Regions from separate parts of the Triticum aestivum genome. Here region 1 is linked to region 2. The links are chromatin contacts, called in public Hi-C maps. All regions are on one chromosome and are shown on one strand. The core of a region is the stretch at or near the end of the contact, and the rest is flanking DNA. Distances in the headings are between cores, read along the strand shown.

What was found. Hi-C and Micro-C count contacts between places; a contact is called where the count stands out from the background.
Region 1: a Hi-C map of leaf shows a contact between it and region 2, with 4 times the contacts expected there. The contact joins the promoter of LOC123099666 here to the promoter of LOC123096315 in region 2. A contact is called at or near these places in 2 of 5 Hi-C or Micro-C datasets (both in leaf).

What each region holds. Positions count from the first base shown.
Region 1 is chr4D:76,441,849-76,444,548 of IWGSC CS RefSeq v2.1, reverse strand. It overlaps LOC123099666 (monooxygenase 3), which reads left to right and starts at 1,284. Exons shown (of 4, transcript XM_044521783.1): 1 at 1,284-1,607; 2 at 1,697-1,765; 3 at 1,850-2,241; 4 at 2,348-2,700. The coding sequence starts at 1,284.
Region 2 is chr4D:76,211,202-76,213,901 of IWGSC CS RefSeq v2.1, reverse strand. It overlaps LOC123096315 (atherin), which reads left to right and starts at 1,383. Exons shown (of 2, transcript XM_044518013.1): 1 at 1,383-2,439. The coding sequence starts at 1,505.

The DNA of each region.
Region 1 (2,700 bases), core at 35-2,534, 230 kb before region 2:
TCTCAACATGAGAACAAGCCATTCACCCTTACCCATTGTTGGTTGATCATTAATGATTGTGAAAAGTTTAGTGAGCAATATGCTGCCCTAAAGAAGAATGGAGGGCTGGCGACCGTCAAAGAGCATGGTGAAGGAGAGAAGCGGACGAGGGGGATGACCAAATCCAAGAGGGGTGAGAAGCATGATGTGGCGACATTCGCCTTGCAAGAAACTTTGCAAGGAATGATGACCCAAAAGGAAGTAAGGGAGGAGAAGATGCGCCAAGAGAAAGATGAGCAAATGAAGGCCTACCTCGAGATACAAAAGAAGAAGCTTGAGATCGAGGAGAGTGTCCAAACGAAGAAGCTCGAGATTGAGGCGGCAAAGGCCAAGACCAAAGCAAGATAGGTGGGGCTTGCTTTTATGGTGGAGGTGGAGATCATGACGGTGGACTTGGGCAAGGTGTCCCCGAGGAGAACACCATGGTTCAAGAAGAAGCAAAAGGCGGTGCTCAAGCTAGATGATTGATCTATGGCCGAGAGCTCCATCATTTTTGTATGCCGGCATGTGTGCCGACATGACCAAGATGCATGAACTATGACCCTTTTTGTATGCTGACAAGGGTGCCAGCCACTGGCATGTATGGCGGCTGTTGCATGGCCGCTGGCATGTACTATGACCGTTGCTCCATTTTAGATTAAATTCGCTTCGGACGCGTGGACAAAAATGCATCGGCTTGTTGGGCGCACCGGGCAGGTTTGAGCGGACACGGTTGGACAACACGCCATCAGCCAATCCAACTGGACGAAAAGCGGATAAAATTTGTGTTCGTTTGCGTCCTGCGTGTTGGAGTTGCCCTAAGTGATGCTGGCACATGCACGAAGACTTCCCGGCTGCATCGACAAGGTCAGGCCGACTCTGGTATGGGAACGGCGACACCGGCGCGTCCGAGCTCGTTTTGGCAACGCAATGGTCGTTCGGTGGTTCATAGTAATTTTTATTATGTTTAATGCGCCTTATACTCCCGAAGAATCTTTATAATAGATCTGTTTCTTTTTGAAAAAAAATTGATGCTGGAGTTGATTACTGAAGCTCGCAGTAAATCTGTGAGACGCAAAGTTTCTGGATCGCAGCGAGGTGGTGCCGTGGCGGACGTGTCTTGTCCCCTGTCTCTGAATCTTGTTGCCGGACGTGTGGCTCCAAATCCTCCCGCTATGCGAACCCGAGGCCCCGAAACCACCGGGCATATGCGTGCTCCGATCCGCAGCTCCTGTCCAAGAAACGCTCGTCGTTGCCATGGCACCGGCACCGCTGACCACCTTCGTGTCCTCCCCTGCGCATCACCCTTGTTCCTATTCGTATCACCGCCGTCGCCGGGGTGCCGTCTCTGCGTCTTCGTCATCCTCCTCTGCTAAGGCGGAGGACGTCGTCATCGTGGGTGCGGGCATCGCGGGTCTGGCCACCGCGCTCTCCCTGCGCCGGCTCGGCGTGAGCGCCATCGTGCTGGAGCAGGGCCCGTCCCTGCGCGCGGGCGGCACGTCGCTGACACTGTTCAAGAACGGGTGGCGCGTGCTGGACTCCATCGGCGTCGCGGACGAGCTCCGGGCCAAGTACCTCCGCGTCCAGGGGTACACCTACCTAGCAATTCTCCTCTCTCCTTCCTTCACGGGTCCAGTGCTTCTCTCCCCTTAAACTGCGAGGTTTCAGCTGATCGCAGGATGAGGATGCGGTCGTCGGCGGGCGGGCGTGACCTGCGCGAGTTCTCCTTCGAGGAAGAGGCTCCCGGGTACGTATGCATCAAGACTTGCCTCTTGTGCTTGCATCGATTTGCTCTGCTTTAATGGACTGGACTGATTGATGTATGTATCAGGCAGGAGGTGCGGGCGGTGGAGAGGGGAGCGCTCCTCGCGACGATGGCCTCCAAGCTCCCGCCAGGCGCCATCTCCTTCTCGTCCAAGCTCAAATCCGTCGCCGGCCAAGGGCCCGACGGCACCCTGCTGGAGCTCCAGGACGGGAGGCAGCTCCTGTCCAAAGTGGTGCTGGGCTGCGACGGCGTCAACTCCCCGATCGCGAGGTGGATGGGGTTCTCGGAGCCCCGGTACGTGGGGCACATGGCGTTCCGTGGCCTCGCGGACTACGCCGGCGGGCAGCCGTTCGAGTCCAAGGTGAACTATATCTACGGCCGGGGCGTCCGCGCCGGCTTCGTCCCGGTCTCCCCGACCAAAGTCTACTGGTTCATCTGCTTCAATAGCGAAACCCCAGGTATCTAGGACGCTGCAATTTTGGTATGACATGAGAGGGCGAGCTTATGCAGCTTTGATCAAGTTGCTTCGACTGATCTTGCATGGCATTGGCATTGGCATGACAGGGCGCAAGACAACGGATGGCGCGGCGCTTAAGAGGGAGGCCCTGGAACTGGTGCGGGGCTGGCCTGACGATCTGGTCGCCGTGATGCGGAGCACGCCGGACGACGCCGTAGTGAAGACGCCCCTCGTGGACCGTTGGCTCTGGCCGGGGCTGGCGCCCCCGGCGTCCAGGGGCGGCGTGGTGCTCGTCGGTGACGCGTGGCACCCGATGACGCCCAACCTCGGCCAGGGCGCGTGCTGCGCGCTCGAGGACGCCGTCGTGCTGGCGCGCCACCTCGCGCCCGCGGTGCTCGCGGGCGACGACGTCGGCGAGGCGTTGCGCAGGTACGAGAGCGAGAGGTGGGGGCGAGTGTTC
Region 2 (2,700 bases), core at 134-2,633:
TTCTCGAGCCATCACTCTCCTCGTCTCCTCTGCTTCCTCCCAAACCATACCCTCCCCTCCGCCATGGCCAACTACGGCGAGCGCTCCGGCAGCAAGTCTGATCCCATCGATTGGGACGGTCTCATCAAAGACGAGGACGACGGATCTAGCTCTGGCGCAACGGACGACGAGGAGCTCACGCTACGCACCGCCATCGAGCGCTCGTGTGTGGACACCGTCGGGAGCTCAAGCTCCCTTGCGTCCGCCGCGAGCTCCTCCACCTCCTACAGGCGGAATGCGAGTCGCGGTCACCCGTCCCGCTCTGCGCCGCTCCAGATTCGAACTGTGGGTGTCTCCCTTCCCCTCGAACGCGGGCACCACCCGGCAGCAGTGGGTGCTCGTGCCTGCGGCTCCAGTGCGGATGTGCATGCCAAAGTCGGAGGCGAAGGGGCCCGGTGCGAGCGGCAGTGGGCGGTGGCTTTGCCAGCGCCTGATTCTTCCCGCCAACGGGCGCGCTCCGTCCACGTCAACCCGAAGGGGGCGCTCCTTCGCGAGGTCATGCAACGGTGGTTGACCATGGCGGAGACCGACGCGCGGCGCCTCCGGCGCAAGAACGCGTAGGCGCTCCGCGTCGGTCTCAAGGTGTCCGAGCGCCTCGCCCGGGAGAAGAAGACCGCCGCCACCAAGGCCGCCCGCCATGCGAAGGAGCAGCAGCGCCTCCTTCGCTACCTCTCCGGGTACATTTCGTCTGCGTTGGAGAGCGGCACCACCATGGACGACGACGACCCTCCCCCGTCGACACATACATGGAGGAGATGGACCGTCGCGCCGCCGAGCGCAAGGGCAAGGGCCCAACCAAGAAGTGGTGAACTCCGGCCACCCGCCATGCTTGTTTATATTTTAGTTGTTTTTAGATTTAGTTTGAACTAGCTCGACCCTTTTGGATGAACAAATTGCATGTCTGATTCTGCAACTGCTAAGTTTCAATACTATCTCTATGATCTATGCAGTATGTATGGATTTGCATGAAATAGGGTATCCGTATTTGTTGCTTGTGGTTGTAGAGGGAAAATTTGGGTATTGTCCGGACAGGGCCAGCGGATACGCCCGGACACACCTGCAGGCGAATAGGGCACCAAATTTGGTGTTTCTTGTTGTAGATACTCTAAAGACGTGACAGGCGATGCCAGCACGTGCGTCCGGGCGCATCCGCGGATACAGATGTATAGGGCCTCGGATTTGCTAACTATGGTTGTAGAGGCTCTGAGGGGATGGGTTAGAGTTGCTTAACCGGATCAACCGCGGCAACCGGACCGGCAAAGCTGGGCCGTGCAACCGCGGCAACGACCTTTAAAGCCAGTGTCCCGTCCGCATTCACTGCGCGCAGCGGTGCGTGCTGTTGGCGCCGAGCACACCTACGCCGTGATTTACCACCACTTCAACGGAGCCTTTAAAGCCGCAAAAGCCCCGCCGCAAGCAAACCCCACACACACGTAACACCCTCCACACCGCTCCCTCTCTGTCGATGGCGAGGCGGTCGGTGCATCGGAGGCAGGAGTTCAGCTTCGCGGGGGACTCGCCGACGCCGTCGTGGGGCGCGGAGGCCGGCGAGGGGCGCGCGCTGCCTCCCCGGCCGCCGGTGGTGGCGACGGCGAATCCCATGGCGCCGCGCGCGGGGGAGGAGGACTTCCGCTGGCTGCAGGCGTCCAGGCAAGGCTCGCCGGAGTCCGGCTCCGGCACGCCGTCGCCGCAGCTCTGGGCGCACCACGACCGGCTGTACCCGGCCTCCGCCGGGAGCTCCCCGTCGCGCGCGCAGGCCATCGCCGGCTACCGCCGCGAGATGCTCGACCTCGTCCGCGGCCTCCCCGAGGCCGCCTACGAGCTCTCCCTCCGCGACATCGTCGAGTCCCGGCCCTCCCCGCTGCCTCCTCCTCCACCACCACCACCACCACCACCACCACCACCGGCTCAACCGTACGCCGTCGCTACGCAAGAACAAGGAGGCGGCGAGCCCAAGAAGGACGTCACGGCGGCTGCCATGGACGGCGACGAGGCCAAGAAACAGAGCGACGGCGGGGGCAAGAAACAGGGGAAGGCAAGAAAGCAGAGGACGATGGGGAGGACGCGAAGCCGGAGCATGGAGCGCAGCGTGAGCCTGGACACCGGCCTGCTCATCAAGCTCTTCCTGCCGCTCTCCGTCGGCCGGAAGAAGAAGGTGTCGCCCAAGCCCGCCGCGGTCGCCCCCGCCAAGGACGGCAGGAAGAAGACCAAGACGAAGAAGAAGAAGCAGGGGAAGAAGGAGGAGGAGGAGTGGTGGAAGAAGAGCGAGTTCAGCGAGGCGGGGAGCAGCAGCAGGACCAGCAGCAGCGGCAGCAGCAACAGCAGCGCCAGCAGGAACAACGAGATTGGAAATGGAATTGGCGGCAACAACCCAAAAGCTCCGGCCAGGAGTAGGAGCAGGTAAAAAAAACTTTGTTCTCGATTGAGATTTTTTGCGCAAAAGAGTAATAACATAATTTTTGAATAAATTATTTGTGCTTATGGTCTAGTTACTTAGTTGTTCTTATCCAGATATGAATTTAACACTGTTTTGGAAGAAGAACCCCAAAAAATTAATCTTAGTTCAGATCTGGAAATGGTAAAAGATTATCAAATGTAAGCATGAGTCAGCAAATACGTCAGTATGAAAATTGTATGGTATAGGCGGCTAGAGAAAGGCCA